Linked DNA regions of Sus scrofa: region 1 is linked to region 2. Evidence: chromatin contacts called from public Hi-C data. All regions are on one chromosome and are shown on one strand. The core of a region is the stretch at or near the end of the contact, and the rest is flanking DNA. Distances in the headings are between cores, read along the strand shown. Region 1 holds the start of KCNG3 (potassium voltage-gated channel subfamily G member 3). Region 2 holds the start of HAAO (3-hydroxyanthranilate 3,4-dioxygenase).

Evidence for each region. Hi-C and Micro-C count contacts between places; a contact is called where the count stands out from the background.
Region 1: a contact with region 2 is called in a Hi-C map of fetal skeletal muscle, with 2.5 times the contacts expected there. The contact joins the promoter of KCNG3 here to the promoter of HAAO in region 2. A contact is called at or near these places in 1 of 5 promoter capture datasets (fetal skeletal muscle), 5 of 47 Hi-C or Micro-C datasets (embryonic fibroblasts, fetal heart ventricle, fetal skeletal muscle and 2 more) and 1 of 2 datasets of contacts at active chromatin or transcription factors (alveolar macrophages).

Annotation. Positions count from the first base shown.
Region 1 is chr3:97,829,433-97,832,132 of Sscrofa11.1, reverse strand. It overlaps KCNG3 (potassium voltage-gated channel subfamily G member 3), which reads right to left and starts at 1,338. Exons shown (of 2, transcript XM_003354851.4): 1 at 625-1,338. The coding sequence starts at 1,256.
Region 2 is chr3:97,579,601-97,582,300 of Sscrofa11.1, reverse strand. HAAO (3-hydroxyanthranilate 3,4-dioxygenase) reads right to left here and starts at 1,448. Exons shown (of 10, transcript NM_001244941.1): 1 at 1,326-1,448. The coding sequence starts at 1,405.

The DNA.
Region 1 (2,700 bases), core at 89-2,588, 250 kb before region 2:
TGGACAGGTGCTTTGCTAACTCTATACTTGATAGGAAAAGAAGAGAGAAAAGGGCACAGCCATCCATTATTTAGAGTCTATTGCTAAATTAATCTCCTTTATAACAATTCCATTACAGCACATGTTAGGCAGAGCGTATAGAGTGTGTGGGCTGTGTACAGCAGACCACACTCCACGATAACAAGGCTTCATTTTTTCAAAAACCATCCAAAAATTGGCAAATAATTCTAGTTGCTCTTAGCCCAAGGTCAAACTGTTAAATACCAATAATAAAAGTTTAGAAAAATCTAATTAACTGCTCTTGCTCAAAAGTAAGCTACGAAGGTGGGAGTCTTGTTTATCTCTATCTGCCCCTCCCCACGGCTGGGGATTCGCCCTCAAAAGGGGCCTGTGCTGTGTGGACCGGAGCCGGCTAGAGCCGGTAGTGAGGACCAACCCGCCCCTTGGCTGGCCGCGCCTGGGGCCTCGCTGGACCCAGAACTCGTCCTGGCTTGGCCTCCCGGAGGTAAACAGGACGTAGACTGGACCGACGGACTGGACGGACAGACGCGACAAGACGGACGGGACGGGCAAAGAAGCAGTGCGTCCTACCCGGAGGGCTCCCTCCCAGGGCTGGCGGAGTACCTGCTCCGGTCATCCAGGCTGCGGTTGTCGGCTGCCGCGGCGCGCCAGTCGGGCAGTGTGCTAGCGCACAGCACCACCATGGACACGATCACGAACACCACCGACACGCTGGCCAGTATCTGTGCGGCCAGCGACGACGTGGGCTCCTCGAAGGTCCGCCGCATGCGCTCCAACCAGCGCCGGGAGGTGGGCGCCTCGGCACCGCCGGGTCGCGCGTCGTCGCGGCCCAGCGCGCCCGGCTCCTCGGCGGTGTAGAAGGTGTAGGTGTCGGACATGCGGTCGTCGAGTCGGCGCTGGCAGCAGTACTCGAGGTGCGCGCCCTCCAGGCCCCAGTAGATCATCTCATTGTAGAAGGAGAGTTCGCACATTCGCGGCGCGAAGCGCAGCTTGCCGTGGCCGCGCACGTAGAGCAGGATGAAGCCGAAGGCCTCCGAGTGCCGGTCGAAGAAGTACTCGTTGCGCTCGCGGTCGTAGTCGTCGCACACCTCGAGCACGTCGCGCTCTGAGCGGCAGCCGTGCAGCCGGCTCACGCGGCGCAGCGGGAAGTCCTTCAGTAGCTCCCGGGACAGAGAGTATCGGGCGCCGCCCACGTTCAACACCACCGAGGCCGCCCCGCTGCGCCCGAAGGTCATGGCTGGCCGCCCCGAGGCCCCGAGGCCCGAGGGCGCCGCCCCCCTGGCTACCTTGCGGGGCCTGCCTGCCGTTGGCCGACGGGGGAGCGCGCCGTCGGTGCTCGCGGGCTGTCCAGCGGGCTCTCCCTCCGGGCTCCGCTGCTGCCCTTCGCTGGATCAGAAGCCCCTCCGCTCTAGCCTCCTCGGCAGCCCAGCGTTGGCTGCTAGCGATGCTCCCTCCGCGCGGCGGTACCTGCTGGTGGTCCGGGAGTCCCCCCCGGCTCCAGCGCTGCGCCCCACTGGCCAGGAACGAGGCTACCAGCGCCGCCGCCCCTAGAGCCTCAGGGATGCCCCCTCCAAGGCCGGGGTGCCCTTTGAAGGCGGCGGCGCTGTCCCCCGTAAGGGGTGTGCGCGCCGAGAGGAGGCGCTGGTGCTGGATGGCTGCGGGTCGCCGGCGTTCCCTCCGGCCCTGGCTCCAAAAGCACCGCGCCGCCGTCCAGAGGCAAGAGGCAAAGTGAGCGGCTTCGGAGGCGGCGAAGAGCCGGCTCCGAGAGGCGGGGGCGGGGCCTCCTCGCGGTTCCCCCTCCTCGCCTCCCGGCTCCGCTCGGCTCACCTCCCTCCGCGCGCCGCCCTCCTCTTCCCACCCGCGCCCGCACCTCGCTCGGGCTGGGATTCCCCGGCGCCCCGCCCTGGACCTCGGGCTCCCCGCCTCGTGACGCTGTCCTCCCTCTCTGCTCCCGCCCGCAGTGGCCGGTAGGGGTCCGTGGAGCGGGATGCGCCGAGCACGGAGCCCCGGGGTGGAAGGGGGAGCAAAGCCCCGCGGCCAGGGTCGCTGCTCCCTCGTCCCGCCCCCGAGCCATCGGGATGACTTGGGAAATCCCCAAGGGCCCCTTTAATGGCCCCCAAAGGGAGGATAAGGAGGAATGAGGAGTGGGGTGCCGGATTTGAGGGGCGGGGACAGACGGCATTGGGAGAGCTTTTTCCAGAAACTATACGAAGCCCAGCTCGGTGTCTGAGATGGCCCCAAAGGATTTCTCAGATAAGGCACCCCAGCAATTCTTTTCTTGTCGACTTTGTTCTTCTTTTCCCGGCGCGGAGACCCACGTACCGCGTGCTCCGAAGGCGGCCGCACACCCCAGCACCCAGCCTCGGTGCCGCCTTCCCGCCTGCCCTCTCCCGGAAAAGAGCGGCTCCAGCCCCCGCTTTCTGGGGCGCGGGTCCTGAAAGAGCTCCTACTGGTAGCGCTCCTGGACCCCCTCGTGACACTTCCTGTAGAGTGGGGTGAAAGTCTGGGGAGAATCGCCTTGCCACTGGCAAGAACAGAATTTCGCGTGGCCTTCGTCTGCATCCTCCTTTTCACAATGTCTTGATTTCCCCCGTGCACCTCCAGCTGGCTGCAGCACCGGCCCTCGTAGCTTGAAGAGCCCTTTAAGGGTCTGCAGAGCGAACTGCCCAGGGAGTGGGT
Region 2 (2,700 bases), core at 199-2,698:
AAGGACGCTGTCAGTTTGTTTCCTGTGTACCTCCAGGGTCCAGAATGGTGCCTGGCCGTGGAGCAGGTGCTCAGTGAGCATCTGCTGAATGAGAAAAGGGAGGGCCTGCATTTTGTGGGTACTAATATTGGGGCAGCGCTGGAGGGCTGGACGGGGGGCCTGGAGGCAGGGCAGCCTGGAAGTGCCCACGGGGGATGGGGTGGAACCAGAGCCGTGGCCCTCGGGGCTGGAGAGGAGCAGTCGGATGTGAGACATAATCAGGGGGAAGGAGTGGAAGGCTGAGGGTGAGACTGTGGACGAGGATGAAGTGGAGGAAAGGGTGGGGGCGACAAGAACAGTAGAAGAGACCAAGTTTGGGGGGGGGACGCTGACCACTAGCCATGGCGGTATTGCGCAGTGACAAGAGTGTGGACTTTGGAGTCAAATTGCTGCATGAGCTTGGGTCTGGACCCTGGGACCCTGTCCTGCACTAGCTCTATGGCTGTGGGCAAGTTACGTGTTAAAACCCCACCTCAGGGGCGACTGTGAGAATTATTTGAGATGATGTGAAAACACTTGGCAGTCCCAGGCTTGACAAGGTGTTAGTGACTGGAGCCCTGTGGTGGGAGCCTTGTTGGGGAGGTTCTGCGGGGCACGGCAAACACAAGCCTGTGAACCCAGGGCTGGGGAGCCCATGAGGCCAGGCCACCCGGTGGGTGAAGGGGCCACCAGGGAGGGACTGAGAGGTGGGCTGGAGGAAGAGGGAGGCTGGAGCATGGTCAGCTCTGCCGGGAGCTGTGGGCAGAGGCGCTAGGGGGGCGGGGAGGGAGTATGTGCGCGCCCTCGGAAAAGGGAGCCTGGGAAAAGAATCAAATCAAGACCCTCCTATGGGAGCTGATCTCCGACGTCTCCCTCGGCCTGCAGCTTCCTGGACAGAGTCGGGATGCGGGATTGGGGTTCCACAGCCATTCTGCGGTATCAATCCTGCCCTCCCCCCAATTTCTGAGAGTCAGTGGGGGTTGAAGAGCTGTTTCTCAGCCCGGGGCGGGGTGGGGGGTAGGGTGGGGCGCAGGGCTGCGACCTGCCATCTGCATCTCTCCTGGTCTCAGTCACCAAGCCATCCTCAGACGTCAAGGCCGCAATCTCCAAGCAGTCACCAGAAAGAGGAACAGACGACGGCGGTGAAACCCGGAACAGCCCGCCCTCACCCTCCCCTGAACACCACGAGGATGCATCCTCCCCTTCTGCAAGCGTCTGGGTCAAGGAAGTCCGGGCTGGAGTAGAGGGTTGCAGATGGAGGAAGTGAGGACAGAGGGCAGGAGGATGGGAGCGTGGATGGGACTCACAGGAGCTTGTTGCAGACCGGGGGCAGGAAGGAGGCCCGGTTCTCCTCCACCCAAGCCTTCACTCTCACCGGGCGCTCCATGGCTACCCGGGAGCCCGGCTCTGGAGCTGTGTCCTCCGCGCAGTTGGAGGGGCGCGGCTCCGCGCAGCCGCCTATTGGCAGCTTGGTTAATTAGTGTCCCGGGGGTTAAAGGGCGGGGCAACGCCCCCGGACCCGCTGTGGCCTCTCTCGGACTTCGGTCTAGAGCCCTCTGCCCTCCGGCCCGCCCAGTCTGCCCCTGCCAGGCCCCATGGCCCATGCGCCCTGCTTCCCTGCCGCACGGACCCGGCGCCCTGCCCTCCCGCGCGGGAGTTGAGCGCCAGATCCAGGCGTAAGACACAGGATTCAGAACCTTCCTGGTCCCTTGTCTCCAGACTTTCCGCCTGGCCCCAGAAAGATCCCAAAGAAAACCTGTAAGAGGGAGAAGGTGGGTTTGGAAACGCAAGTGCCAAAGTACAGGGGGAGGTCGCTGGGTTGAGGCCTCAGTTTTCTCATCTGAAAACTGGGAGCGTCTACACAGCCATCTCAGGGTTGCATAGCGGCCACCATAGGCCCCGATTGATGTTAGTTCCCTGTCCTCTCACGAGGATCTGTCAGAGCCCGAAGATTTGTTAGGTGCCGCTCGCTCTGCTCTGCCTGTGACTAGTTTGGGAGAAGACGCAAGGAGCAGCGGTGGGAGCAAAGCTCGGAGCCCGGGGGGATGCACAGCAGGGACCGGCCGGTCGGGGCTGGAGGGCGCGGTCCCCACACCCATGCTCGCAAGTGGCAGGTGGAGCACCGACGAGGTGCCCGGCACTGTACTGATCTCCTTCCATGTCTTGGGGACAGACTCAAAGCACATGACAATTTATGATGAGTTTTACAGAGGAAGAACCGAACACTAGGACCTCAGGAGTCTGGAGTTCAGGGTGGGAGGGCAAACAAACCTGAGCTATGATTCCAACCCAGGGTGAAAGGCCCTAATGGGGGAAAGGACCACAGACCCCTATGTTCTTCTTCCCCTACTTTCTTCTTTCTTCCTGACTCACAATTCCTAGGAAAACTGTGTGTGTGTGTGTGTGTGTGTGTGTGTGTGTGTGTGAACAGGGTGGAGTGTGGAAGTAGTAGGGGAGAGGCAGGGGAGAAGGAGCAGAGCTCAGGCTCTGGCACCAGAATCCAGACGGCAGAGTTTGAGAAATTGGGGTGTTCCCTGTCATGGCTCAGCAGAAATGAATCTGACTAACAACCATGAGGACACAAGTTCCATCCTTGGCCTCCCTCTGTGGGTGAAGGATGCAGCATTGCCATGAGCTGTGGTGTAGGTCGCAGCCGAGGTTCAGATCTGGTGCTGCTGTGGC